3 separate regions of the Mus musculus genome follow, and regions 1 and 3 are each linked to region 2. Evidence: chromatin contacts called from public Hi-C data. All regions are on one chromosome and are shown on one strand. Each heading gives the region's core, a stretch centred on a gene start, on an enhancer-like site or on the middle of the called end of the contact. The rest is flanking DNA. Distances are from core to core; before and after follow the strand shown. Region 1 overlaps Akap12 (A kinase (PRKA) anchor protein (gravin) 12). Region 2 holds the start of Armt1 (acidic residue methyltransferase 1). Region 3 overlaps Ccdc170 (coiled-coil domain containing 170).

Evidence for each region. A called contact is a pair of places that touch in the nucleus more often than the background predicts.
Region 1: a contact with region 2 is called in a Hi-C map of double positive thymocytes, with 5 times the contacts expected there. The contact joins the enhancer-like site here to the promoter of Armt1 in region 2. A contact is called at or near these places in 1 of 484 Hi-C or Micro-C datasets (double positive thymocytes), 1 of 115 datasets of contacts at active chromatin or transcription factors (the SCID.adh cell line) and 2 of 9 other capture datasets (adipose tissue and liver).
Region 3: a Hi-C map of CD4 T cells shows a contact between it and region 2, with 2.0 times the contacts expected there. The contact joins the enhancer-like site here to the promoter of Armt1 in region 2. A contact is called at or near these places in 1 of 39 promoter capture datasets (embryonic stem cells), 9 of 484 Hi-C or Micro-C datasets (CD4 T cells, the CH12 cell line, Th17 cells and 6 more), 2 of 115 datasets of contacts at active chromatin or transcription factors (both in embryonic stem cells) and 2 of 9 other capture datasets (adipose tissue and liver).

The regions. Positions count from the first base shown.
Region 1 is chr10:4,353,786-4,358,177 of GRCm38.p6, forward strand. It overlaps Akap12 (A kinase (PRKA) anchor protein (gravin) 12), which reads left to right. Exons shown (of 4, transcript NM_031185.3): 3 at 1-4,154. The coding sequence ends at 4,146. Among named protein-coding and RNA genes, the nearest start is that of Zbtb2, 32 kb to the right of the region's middle. Within about 2 kb of position 2,371, at least 52 of the 459 cell types and tissues checked have an H3K27ac peak or open chromatin away from gene starts, as enhancers often do. A contact at or near this core is called in the SCID.adh cell line and double positive thymocytes, where this site is marked.
Region 2 is chr10:4,430,989-4,435,510 of GRCm38.p6, forward strand. It overlaps Armt1 (acidic residue methyltransferase 1), which reads left to right and starts at 1,617. Exons shown (of 5, transcript NM_024261.2): 1 at 1,617-1,723; 2 at 3,840-3,945. The coding sequence starts at 1,683. Rmnd1 (required for meiotic nuclear division 1 homolog) reads right to left here and starts at 1,400. Exons shown (of 13, transcript NM_025343.6): 1 at 1,278-1,400.
Region 3 is chr10:4,510,409-4,515,097 of GRCm38.p6, forward strand. Ccdc170 (coiled-coil domain containing 170) reads left to right here. Exons shown (of 11, transcript NM_001370992.1): 2 at 2,344-2,472; 3 at 3,648-3,904. Among named protein-coding and RNA genes, the nearest start is that of Gm22739, 29 kb to the left of the region's middle. Within about 2 kb of position 2,828, at least 6 of the 459 cell types and tissues checked have an H3K27ac peak or open chromatin away from gene starts, as enhancers often do.

The DNA of each region.
Region 1 (4,392 bases), core at 1,121-3,620, 76 kb before region 2:
AAGGAAGATGATCTGGAAACTTCCGAGAAGAGAAAGGAGCAAGAGGCTGAAAAAGTAGACGAGGAAGAAGGGGAAAAGACAGAGCCAGCCCCAGCCGAGGAGCAGGAGCCTGCAGAAGGCACAGACCAGGCCAGGTTGTCAGCCGACTATGAGAAGGTGGAGTTGCCTTTGGAAGACCAGGTCGGTGACCTGGAGGCATTGTCGGAGAAGTGTGCTCCTTTGGCAACGGAAGTGTTTGATGAGAAGACGGAAGCCCACCAAGAAGTTGTTGCAGAGGTCCACGTGAGCACCGTGGAGAAGATGACGAAAGGGCAAGGAGGAGCAGAGGTGGAAGGGGATGTGGTGGTGGAAGGATCGGGAGAATCCTTGCCCCCTGAGAAACTGGCTGAGACCCAGGAGGTCCCCCAGGAAGCTGAGCCTGTGGAGGAGCTGATGAAGACCAAAGAAGTATGCGTCTCTGGGGGTGACCATACTCAGCTGACAGATCTAAGTCCTGAAGAGAAGATGCTACCCAAACACCCCGAAGGCATTGTCAGTGAGGTGGAGATGCTGTCCTCTCAGGAGAGAATCAAGGTACAGGGAAGTCCCCTGAAGAAGCTCTTCAGCAGTTCGGGCTTAAAGAAGCTCTCCGGGAAGAAGCAGAAGGGGAAGAGAGGAGGAGGCGGGGGAGATGAAGAGCCAGGAGAATACCAACACATTCAAACCGAGTCCCCAGAGAGTGCTGACGAGCAGAAGGGAGAGAGCTCTGCCTCTTCCCCTGAAGAGCCCGAGGAGATCGCGTGTCTGGAGAAGGGGCCATCGGAAGCACCCCAGGAAGCGGAAGCTGAGGAAGGAGCGACTTCCGACGGAGAGAAGAAAAGGGAAGGGATCACCCCCTGGGCATCCTTCAAAAAGATGGTGACACCCAAGAAACGGGTCCGAAGACCTTCTGAGAGCGACAAGGAAGAAGAGCTGGATAAGGTCAAGAGTGCCACCTTGTCCTCCACGGAGAGCACGGCGTCTGGAATGCAGGATGAGGTCAGAGCGGTTGGCGAGGAGCAAAGGTCAGAGGAGCCAAAGCGCAGGGTGGATACTTCAGTGTCTTGGGAGGCGTTGATTTGTGTCGGATCGTCCAAGAAGAGAGCGAGGAAGGCATCCTCTTCAGATGATGAAGGAGGGCCAAGAACACTGGGAGGGGATGGCCACAGAGCGGAGGAGGCTAGCAAAGACAAAGAAGCAGATGCTCTTCCTGCCAGCACCCAGGAACAAGACCAAGCGCACGGAAGTTCCTCACCCGAGCCAGCTGGAAGCCCTTCTGAAGGGGAGGGCGTCTCCACCTGGGAGTCATTTAAGAGATTAGTCACTCCACGAAAAAAATCCAAGTCAAAACTGGAAGAGAGAGCCGAAGACTCCGGTGCAGAGCAGTTGGCCTCCGAGATCGAACCAAGTAGAGAGGAATCTTGGGTTTCCATTAAGAAATTTATTCCTGGACGGCGGAAGAAAAGGGCAGATGGGAAGCAAGAACAGGCCGCCGTTGAAGACTCGGGGCCAGGAGAGATCAATGAGGACGACCCCGACGTCCCAGCTGTTGTGCCTCTGTCTGAGTACGATGCGGTAGAGAGAGAGAAGCTGGAAGCGCAGCGAGCTCAGGAGAACGTGGAGCTGCCCCAGCTGAAGGGGGCTGTGTATGTGTCTGAGGAGCTTAGTAAGACTCTGGTTCACACCGTGAGTGTCGCGGTCATTGATGGGACCAGGGCAGTCACCAGTGCCGAAGAGCGGTCCCCTTCGTGGATATCTGCTTCCATGACAGAACCTCTTGAGCACGCAGAGGGAGTGGCCACACCGCCTGTTGGAGAGGTCACTGAAAAAGACATCACTGCAGAAGCAACTCCTGCACTCGCCCAGACTTTACCAGGGGGCAAAGATGCCCATGACGACATAGTCACCAGTGAAGTGGATTTTACCTCAGAAGCAGTGACAGCCGCAGAAACCACAGAGGCGCTCCGCGCTGAAGAACTTACCGAAGCATCAGGGGCAGAAGAGACCACAGACATGGTGTCTGCAGTTTCCCAGCTGTCCGACTCCCCGGACACCACAGAGGAAGCCACCCCAGTTCAGGAGGTAGAGGGTGGCATGCTAGATACGGAAGAACAGGAGCGCCAGACGCAGGCCGTCCTCCAAGCCGTTGCAGACAAAGTGAAAGAGGACTCCCAGGTGCCTGCAACCCAGACTCTGCAGAGAGCAGGGCCGAAAGCACTGGAGAAGGTGGAGGAGGTAGAGGAGGACTCCGAGGTGCTGGCTACCGAGAAAGAGAAGGATGTTGTGCCGGAAGGACCCGTGCAGGAAGCTGAAACTGAGCATCTTGCACAGGGCTCCGAGACTGTACAGGCTACCCCAGAGAGCCTTGAAGTTCCTGAAGTCACAGAGGATGTAGACCGTGCCACCACATGCCAGGTTATCAAGCACCAGCAGCTGATGGAACAGGCTGTGGCCCCTGAGTCATCTGAAACCTTGACAGACAGTGAGACAAATGGAAGTACTCCCCTCGCAGATTCAGACACTCCAAACGGGACACAGCAAGACGAGACCGTTGACAGCCAGGACAGTAATGCCATTGCCGCCGTCAAGCAGTCACAGGTCACTGAAGAGGAGGCAGCTGCTGCTCAGACGGAGGGGCCTTCAACACCATCTAGTTTTCCAGCCCAGGAAGAACACAGGGAAAAACCAGGAAGGGATGTTCTAGAACCCACACAAGCGCTGGCTGCCGGGGCAGTGCCTATTCTGGCAAAGGCTGAGGTGGGTCAAGAGGGTGAGGCTGGCCAGTTTGATGGAGAAAAAGTCAAAGACGGACAGTGTGTTAAAGAACTGGAGGTGCCTGTGCACACTGGACCCAACAGTCAAAAGACTGCTGACTTGACACGTGACAGTGAAGTAATGGAAGTGGCCAGATGTCAGGAAACTGAGAGTAATGAAGAACAGAGTATTAGCCCGGAGAAAAGAGAGATGGGAACCGACGTTGAAAAGGAGGAAACAGAGACCAAGACAGAGCAAGCCAGTGAAGAACATGAGCAGGAAACAGCTGCTCCTGAGCATGAAGGAACCCACCCTAAGCCAGTCCTGACAGCTGACATGCCTCACTCAGAGAGGGGAAAGGCACTGGGCAGCCTTGAAGGAAGCCCTTCTCTCCCAGACCAAGACAAAGCAGATTGCATAGAGGTTCAAGTTCAAAGCTCAGACACACCAGTCACTCAAACAACCGAAGCTGTGAAAAAGGTCGAAGAAACTGTGGCAACTTCAGAGATGGATGAAAGTTTGGAGTGTGCAGGTGCGCAATCATTACCAGCTGAGAAGCTCTCCGAAACCGGTGGCTACGGGACTCTTCAGCATGGAGAGGACACCGTGCCCCAGGGGCCTGAGTCTCAGGCAGAGTCCATCCCAATAATAGTAACTCCTGCTCCTGAAAGCATCCTACATTCTGACCTTCAAAGAGAAGTGAGCGCATCCCAGAAACAGAGATCAGATGAAGATAACAAGCCAGATGCTGGTCCTGATGCTGCCGGCAAGGAGAGTGCAGCAAGAGAGAAAATCCTCAGGGCTGAACCTGAGATCTTGGAACTTGAGAGTAAGAGCAATAAGATTGTCCAGAGTGTCATCCAGACAGCCGTCGACCAGTTTGCACGTACAGAAACAGCCCCCGAAACCCACGCTTCTGATTTACAGAATCAGGTTCCTGTGATGCAGGCTGACAGCCAGGGAGCACAACAGATGCTGGACAAAGATGAAAGCGACCTTCAAGTCTCCCCCCAAGATGGAACACTCAGTGCCGTAGCCCAGGAAGGACTTGCGGTTTCTGATAGTTCTGAAGGCATGAGCAAGGCTTCAGAAATGATCACCACGCTTGCAGTTGAAAGTGCCAGTGTCAAAGAAAGTGTTGAGAAGCTGCCTCTTCAGTGCAAAGATGAAAAGGAACATGCTGCTGACGGCCCCCAGCACCAAAGCTTAGCCAAGGCAGAGGCGGATGCCTCTGGAAATCTAACCAAAGAGTCCCCAGACACCAACGGACCAAAGCTAACCGAGGAAGGAGATGCCCTGAAAGAAGAAATGAACAAGGCCCAGACAGAAGAGGACGACCTACAGGAGCCAAAGGGAGACCTGACAGAATCCTAAGACGTGAGGTAGGTAAACTTCCTTCTGGATGGCTAGTCCTCCTCCACCCGTTTCCCTGCCCCATCTATGCAATTACACAGACAGATAACTGATTTTATACAGAACCAACCTTCAGTTGGAAATAATTATCAACTACAGTTGGATCTAGGGTGGATATTTGAATTTTTTGTTTGGTTTGGTTTTTTTGTTTGTTTTTTTTTTTTTTTACCTCATCAGAATCCCAAGTCTTGCTGATATAATGAAAAT
Region 2 (4,522 bases), core at 367-2,866:
CTGCCATGCAGGACTCTAGATGAGCAGCAAACCCTTCCTCCCTTCAGCTGCTTCTCCTCAGGCAGCTTGTCACATGAAAGGCAACTGGCACACTGGCTCCCTGCCACTGTTTACAGCCTCCTACAGGTCATTCACAATGGACTACAGCAAAAATTCTGAGACCTTAACTAGAATCCTATCCTTTCCCAGAGTCAAATTTGATGATGGCTTTACATTTACAATAAAAGCCAATGCCCCTAAAACGCCCTTCTGAGCCTTCTGCAACACTGCAGCATTCCCTATAGAATGCCTTTGTTCCAGGCCCTCTGGGCCTTTCCACTCACCTGTCCACAAGCTCTCCTCCTAAGGACTTGACTCCCTCAGTGACTTGGTATAATACATATAACCAACACACATCCATCACATCCACTTTGGATTTTCAAGACTGGATTTCTCTGGATAACCTATAATTTCTCTCTTTGACTGGCCTGGAACTTGCTTTGTACACCAGGCTGGCCTCTGCCTCTGGAGTGACAGGATTAATACTTATAACCAACACTCATCCATTCTCTTGCTATTTTTTACTTTGTCCTCATATTTAGCACCACTTACATACCTTGTATTTTTAGCTTTTTAATTCATGCAATGACTACTCCTTACCGTGTGCAGTATGCTAGCTCTGGAAATGAGCAAATAAGGGATAATATATATTAGTTAGCGACAGTGATATCAGAAAGCAATAAAGGAGATTTTTGCCTCTCTTCAAAAGCAGGTTTCTGTGTTTGTCCCCCTATGCTCAGTGACAGTAGTGTCCTTGGGCACAGAGGCGTCAAGTAAATTTTTAAAATGAAACACAAGGGAGCTGCAGTTTTTGAGCATTATCCTTAAGCATAATATGTCCATGTGCCTAAGGATAGCACTAATTGCACTTAGTGTTTTAAGTTGGGAGTGGGACATGGGTAGGCCTAGGCGTTTGACGGCAGGGCTGGGGGTGGTGGTGGACATAACCAAAATATATTGTACATGAGATGCAGAATACCATCAATGAAAAAAGCGGCTGCATCCAGGTTAGATTCAGCGGGTAAGTGGGGCTGACCTTTGGGAGCACTTCTTCCAGTTCCTAAGTTCAAGGTGATTTCATGCACCTTGGCAGCTACTACTATGCCCTGCTTCCAACTCGGCGGGGTCGGGAGTGTTTGGCTTGAGGTGCTTCGGATTCCCGGCTAAATTCCCAGGCCCTGGCCGAAGCCCACACCTCCTCACCAGCTTCTCCGGCTGGGGAAGCGCGAAGCACTGACCTGTGCGCGGAGAGGACGACCGCGACGCCCACGCGCACGCTCCCGCCGCAGGAACCTCTGCGGAAACACACCCCGCCCCGCCCCGCTGCGGCGCAGGCGCACTGCAAGCCCCAGGCCGGCAAGCTGGGACACGTGACCGTCCGAACACGTGACCGCTCCGCGCCCCCCCCCCCCCCTTCCGCTCGGCGGGCTACCGCCTCCGGTCCTCCAGGGCTTCCGCTCGCGTAGCCGGAAGGCCCTTGCGCCCCATGTTCTGACCCTGGCCAGACCACCAAATAAAGTTTCTGAGTTCAAAAGCGCTTAAAAAAAAAAAAAAAAAAAAAAAAAGCTCCAACGCTTCCTTTCTGGAACCGCGGCCGTTGAACCCCGGGCGACGCCAGTTGAGTGGCTTGTGGTGCCGGTGTGATGGCCGAGTCCCCGGCGTTTCTTTCCGCTAAGGACGAGGGGTGCGTCTCGCTTTTTTTTTCTTGCGCTCTTGGGAGAAAAAACCCATGTTGGGTGAGGAAGCTGTGGGCGGTCGGGAGCGCCGGATCCTCAAGCTGAGAGTTCGAGTCCCACCTCGGTGGGAGAGAGCCGGCTCGCTGTGCTGGCCGGCGTCAGGACCTAGCTAGTTCCGCTGTGTACCTTCTTCCTTTCTGTCCCGAATTGAGACGCTGGGGCAGGAGTATTGCTGCGAGTTAAAGCCAGCTTGAGCTCGTAGTGAGTTCGAGCTCACTGTGGGATACATTAGGAAAAAGCTTGTCTCTAACAAGTGAGAAGGAAAGGCGCTGCGGGGGCCAACAATTAGGACTCATACCTACTGCGGTGTGTATTAATGGTATGGGTCAAACTAATAACTCTATATTTAAAAACGTCCTAATTTTGCGTGTGCGCGCACATGCCATTATTCGCGTTAGAGGTCAGAGGACAGCTCTGGAGCCGATTTTGTTCCTTCACCTCTCAGGAGTTCAACGAGAACTCGGTCGCGGGCAGCAGATTTATCATGTGCCTTTACCCACTGAGCCATCTCACTGGCCCCCAAAATAAACATCATTAGAAGTAGTTCTTGCAATTTTCATCTTTAGAGTTTTCCCCCCTATACACACTTCTCATGAAATTTGTTAGGCACAATCGATTCACCAAAACAGCTAATAGCAAAATGGAACAATTAGTGGGACGTTAGTTTACTTTAAATTTAATTAAAATTATTTAAAACTTACAGATCGTTGACTGCTGGAATTTTCCACTTGCAATGTTTTTAAACTGGTTGAGTGCCCCTGGGAAGGCAAACCTGTGGACAAAGGGGGAATTACAATATGCTACAACGCTGAGAGCAAAGTTATAAGTAAGAGCAGAAATAAGCATTGGCTAAGTAGCCAATCTTCTTGTCTGGCTGGATGGTTGGTTTTCTTTTGACACGGAGCTATTGAATTATGTAGTGAAGGATGACCTGGGACTCCCAATACTCCTGCCATTATACTCTGTGTCATTATAGAGGGAGACACCACTAGGCTCCAAATTCATATTTCAAATACTTTATTTTCAAATGATTTAATTAGTTTTTATGTGTTGGGGGAGTGTGGCACTCACCTGTGACATTACCCAGGAATGGACGTCAGAGGACGACTTGTGTAGGGAGTCCCCTTTGTCCTTCTACCATGTGGGTTCCAGGGATCGAACTCAGGAGGTTGTACTTGGTAGCAGGTGCCCTTCCCTGCTGAGGCCTGTCTCCAGCCCCTGGAATAGTTCCTAGGTGCTTAGGTGTGGCCTACCCTGCCCTGTAACTCTAGCTCTAGGGGATCCAGAGCCTCTGGCCCCAGCAGTCACCTGCACATACCCTACCCAGGGAAATGCAAATCAAAACCACTTTGAGATTTTCATTTCATCTTTCTAAGCCAGTGACCTAGGACCAGAGCCTGTTGAATTGCAAGACCTGTCCTTTTTTGAACTTAACCACATTGCTGAAGTCGTTTCTGATTTAGAAAAAGAAATTGAGTAGATGGAAAAGAAAATGATTCAGTCAAGTTCTGGGGCAGAACCCAGTACTACAGTTTGTGCAGTGGTCATGACAGTAGAGTTCCACATTGTCTCGGGTCTTCTGCCTTCTTCCCTCCCATCCTTCATCCAGCCCTCCCTCCCTCCCTCCCTCCCTCCCTCCCTCTCTTCCTCCCTCCCTCTCTCCTCCCTTCCCCCTTCCTCCCTTCCTCCCTTCCTCCCTTCCTCCCTTCCTCCCTTCCTCCCTTCCTCCCTTCCTCCCTTCCTCCCTTCCTCCCTTCCTTCCAGATGAATCTTATCTATCCCAGGATGGCCTTAAACTCCTGCTCCTCTTCCTGCTGTCCTCCTGAGCAGGGGTTCCAGCTGTGTGCCGCTGTGTTTTCTCCTCTTCTGGAGCTTCATTCGTACAAGACAAGTGAGCAGTTTAGGAGTTCAGTCTCATATCTATAAAGCAAATAAAACTGGTGTATTAAAATAGTCATATGAAAAGGAATTTGGACCCAAATGAGGTGTTCCAGAAACTAAAATTGGGCATGCCTTCTAGTGTCAAAGCTACTGAGTAATGCATGATATTGGACTCTCTCCTAGGTCCTTTGCATATCTTACGATTAAGGACAGAACACCGCAGATCTTAACCAAGGTTATTGATACATTGCATCGACATAAAAGTGAATTTTTTGAAAAACATGGAGAGGTAAGAACTATATTTCAGCTTTAATTTTGTGCTAGTTCTTCACAAGAATAACAGTATTTATAGAAGGTTTCCGCTCTCATGTAAAGACTGTTTCTGGCATAAATACTTACCTGCTTTTCTGTGTGTTGAGGTAGCCTCTGGTTGACCTGTGCACTAATAGCTTAGTCTCCCTAGACCTTAGTGGTCATAAATGATGGCCTTGACTTCTCTGAAGAGCTTTTGAGGTGTCACAGCGACCTGTCTGTCTTACAGCATCTGTGTTACTAATTGGAGCCCTTGAGTCCCCTAAGTGCAAACCTCGGGGTGAAGGGCAGTGGGGATTACAGTTGCTTGACAACACAATGTGATTAAACACAGGAAAGACTTTCTGGTTGGGGTAGAGGACGACTTTAAAATTCACCGTGCCTGTTTAATCAACAGGTGAGAAAACAACAACAAGTAAGTAATTACGTTAATGTGGATAAAGCCTTTAAAGCTATGGGACCAGTTATCTCTGGATTGTGCGGCATGCAGTTGTACCTTCTTCCCTTCCTTCTTCCCTCCCTGCCTGCCTTGCTTCCTTCCTGTCCTTTTAATT
Region 3 (4,689 bases), core at 1,578-4,077, 81 kb after region 2:
TTCTGAATCCCTGAGGAAGTTGGCAGGGTGTGATCCTGCCCTAAGAGCTCCCCTTCAGCCTCTCCTGCTCTCTCTTCCTGGAGTGCTTAGCCAGCTTGACTGTGTTGTGACTGCCAACACTAGCTGTCACTGAGTGTCCCAGAGCTTTGTTTGGCATCTTGTGGACTGCCACACACAGGTCATGGCAATGCTTGTTGTCCAGTTCTGGGTTGTGTGATGACTTTCGGGGGGTCATGATTATACCAAGCAAGAGTGGTTGGTGGTAGTCCAGTCATCTCTGGCTGTCATTAGTGGTTTTACTGAGGAGTCCTCTGAGGCCCAGGGGATATTCCATGAAATTCTCCTCTCTGTGACCTCTCTCACATTCCTTAAAAAAAAAAAAAAAAAAAAAAAAAAAGAGTGGTTTTTCATGTACATCTTTTGTAAAGAGCATAGGGCATGGGGAATTCACAGAGCTGGGTATAGCTCTATGTCTATTTTAGTTGTTCTTACTGATATTGCAAAATGCTGGACAAAGGCAACTGAGAAAGTTACTGGTACCCACATGGCAGCTCTCAACTATCTACAACTCCAGCTGTAGGGAATCCAATAGCCTCTCTGGCCTTTTCAGGAGTCAGGCATACACAGGCTTCCATGCTGGCCAAACATACACATATAAAAACAAACAAACAAACGAACAAAAACAAAAGGGAAGCTGGGATGAGTTGCCCAGGCCAGGCCGGCCTTCCTGCAAATGTCTGCCATCCTGTTTCTCCCCTTGCGAATTTACATCCCTTTTGTGACCTGAGAAAGATTTAGATATTGAGAAAAATGGCAAAATGAATCAGTAGGAAGGAGGGGCCCTTTTACAGTCAAGTCATGTGATCTCTTAGAGGAGAAACAGAGCAGCCCATCAGCACCAGATTTGGAAGAACAGTGAGACTTGCTCTGCAGCCATTAGCAAGAACCTTCTAAACGACCCCGTTCTGACTCTTTGTTCTGGGCAGGATTTGCTTCAGACAGCATTTGAGTTAAGTAGGAGGAAACTTAAAGATATTATTTTAATGTGTGTGTGTGTGTGTGTGCTCATGTGTGTGTTCACTGATGGGGAGTGCCCCTGTGCACATGCCATGGTTCTCTTCCAAAGGTCAAAGGTCAACCTGGGATGCCCGTCCTCACCTTCCACCTTGTGTGAGACAGGATCTCTTTGTTGTCCATTGCTGGCCTGTAAGCTTCTGGGACTTCTGTCTCTGCTCGTATTCACTGTATGACTGCTGGGACAGACAGATTTCTGAGTTTTATATGAGTCCCAAGGAACTCAAGTCCTCACAATTGCACGGCAAGTGCTTTGTCCACAGAGCCATCTTCCCAGCTTGGCAAAACCTCTAAGCTAGCAAAACTCAATTGCTAGCTCGCTCGCTTGCTTGCTCCTTTTTCTCTTGGTTGTTTTGTTTTGTGCCTTTTGAGATAGGGTCTTATGTAGCCCAGGCTGGCCATGAAATTGCTAGGTGGTCCATGTTGATCTTGAACTCCTGATCCTTTTGTTTCCAACTCCCAAGTGCTACTGGGCCTGGCTATCTACTTTCCTCCCTTTTCTTTTGCTCTTTCCTTCCTTCCTTCCTTCCTTCCTTCCTTCCTTCCTTCCTTCCTTCCTTCCTTCCTCCATCCCTCCCTCCCTCCCTCCCTCCCTTCCTTCCTTCTTCCTTCCTTTACTTTCTTCTATGGGAGGTCTAACCCAGGGTATTACTCATGTGCTTTTACTACTGAGCCTAGGTAAGCCATCTTATTTTTTTCATATAATATTATGTGTAAGTGTATGTGTATGAGTGTATATGAGTGTGTGAGTGTATGTGTGTGTAAGTGTGTGTGCATGTGTATGTGTGTGTGTATATATATGCGTGTATGAGTATGTGTGAGTATGTGAGTGTGCATGCATGAGTGTAAGAGTGTATGTCTCTCTGTGTGTATGAGTGAGTATATGTGTGTTCAGTGTGTGTTTATATGTGTGAGTATGTGTGAGTATATATATGTGTGTTTATGAGTGTGAATGTATGAGTATATGTGTGTATGAGTGTGTGTGCATGTGTGTGTATGTGTGTGTGTTAGTATGTGAATGTTCAGGTATATGTATGAGTGTGCATGTATGTGTGTGTGCGTGTGCACCATTTCTTGGACTGTCTCCTGTTTCCCTTTGAACTTTTGAGAGCGAGACTGAAAAGATCTGAACACAGTACACATTCTTGGTCATGCTTTCTGTGCATTTGGAATACAAAGGAAACTTCCAGCCGAGATATCTTTGTGCAGCCTCAGATGACAGACTGTTTAATACTTTTAATGCTTTGTCTTTTGGGGAAACTCTATCAGGGAACTGCCAGTCATCGCCCAGAAGTCCCTGATACCTGGGAACAGCTGAACCACTACCGGAATGTGACTGAAAATGTTCAAAGTGAGCTTGCAGCAATGCTGGTCAAATTTGAATGTGCTCAGTCCGAGGTGAGACGCTGTTCACAGTCACCACTCAGAAGTGCATCTCTGTAGCTTTTTATAGAGTGAAACAGGATGTTGAAGGTTAAAAACAGGAAATAAGAATGGGATTTCAATCCATTGACAACGTTTATACTTACTCTTTGTATGCTTAGCCCCTCCGACTCTTAGAATCTAGAGAAAGTCTGTATAACCCGGGGAGACCTGAGAACTTTGTGTTAAAGTCATACGGGCCTTGGGGGACGTCTTCCTTTCATGTGCATTGCTTGTCTCCCAGAGCTGGTAAGAAGGATTTCTGAATCCTTTTTGTGTGGGAGTTCTGATCAGGCAGGCGAATTCCAAGCTCGAGTAGTGTGGTGTAGTTTCTGAGCCCCTCTGGATTCTTTCTGCTCTCAGGGCAGAGGCTGTGAGGGGTCTAGCCTGGTCTGCGAGGTAACTAGCAGTTGGCGAACTGGAAACATGTGCAACTCTGTGAGCATGCACACTCCCAGTTCCAAAGAACCACACATGAGCGAAGATGGTCCCACAGCGGAGACCCAGCATTCTCGAATGCAAACACCCTCCAGCATTTTGATGCTACTGAAGCCACAGAAGTCCAGACCTTCCGCTTGCATAATTTCCCTTTGCCACCATATTTCCCCCAGGAATCTGAATATCATTTTTTTCTTTACCAACTATAATTATGGTCTAGAAGGCCGATGGGAGAGATACCATGATATCCTGAACATCTGGATTTGCTAGAGAAACAGTTGTGGCCATGGAATCACAATCACTGTGGCTTGGAGAGTCCCCAAGTCACTGTAAATCAGTACTAAATGCAGCAAGGCTGATAGAGTAAATTGGTTCCCATTGTAAAATATTTTATTGCTTTTTGTAATACCCACCAGAAATGTTTCCCGAGTGGCATGAAATCAACTTAAGATGCTGCTCATTTTTATTTTATTTTTTGGTCTGTGTACTCGACATTGAATTCAAATTCTCACACACATTATATACAATAATTACTCTTTTCAATTTGATAATGCAGATCCAAATCCAAGAAAGAGAAAATGAAATTGGACGAGGTCAGGAATAAAATGGAGAAATTTTAAATTACAGTATTGACTCTTTTGTAGGCCCTTCCAACAGCATACACATTGTTAAATCCCTTTGTTCTCGCCCACCCCAACCTCTCTGCACTTTAGCTTCGAGAACTCCGCTCCAAGATGCTTTCTAAAGAAGCTTGCTGTCAGGAGCTGAAGGTGGAAATGGAGAGCTATAAAGAAAGCAGTGCCAGAAAGTCAGCTCTCCTCACGTCTCTGAGGGGCAGGATGGAGGAGCTCCAGGAGGAATCAGCAGCGGTTTCAGCTTCTAAAAGCAGAGCAGAGGCCTCTGTTCACGCCATGATGAAGGAGAACCAGGAACTAATGAAGAAAGTTCTAGAACTGGATGAGAAATTACAGTAAGAAATTTGGAAACATCCCCCAGTTTGTTAGTGGCTATCCTAGCTTCAGAGCTCAGCCTACATCTTGAGTGATCTTTGAATGTTTTATATGACTTTCCCTTTAAACTCAAGCTGAAAAAACAATTATAGCCCTCAAATATCTTTGTAGTCTTACAAACTTTGCTCAAGTTCAAGTGTTATTAAGTATTTCATCAAACACAGTGTTGTCTTTTGCAAGCGTAGAACCTTGACGGTGGGTGATGACACACGCCTTTAATCCCAGCACTTGGGAGGCAGAGGCAGGTGGATTTCTGAGTTCGAGGCCAGCCTGGTCTACAGAGTGAGTTTCAGGACAGCCAGGGCTACACAGAGAAACCCTGTCTCAAAAAACCAAAACAAAACCAACCAACCAACCAAACAAACAAAAAGAACAACAACAACAACAACAACAACAAAAAAACCAAAAGCTTTTTGCAGGTTTAATTGTGAGCTTTTCCCTAAATAGACATTTAACTCTAGAGCAATAGAGAAGCCCACAGAAAGAGTGTATTTAGAGGCTAGCTAAAAAATTCAAGGAAGCAAGACTACTTTGAACAGTCCTCCTTAGGCTTTCACGGCATTTTCTACAGAGAACTCATGGAGATTGTTCTGCCTCCACCTCTTGAGTGTTAGAATGACTCTCATGCTGTTCCATGACCAGTTTTAAATATCACTACTAGTGAAGTAGTTCATATTATTTTTATTTATTCCATCTTAAAAGATGAACCAATACCCCCAGCTCCTGTCCTCTTCCATCTATAGAA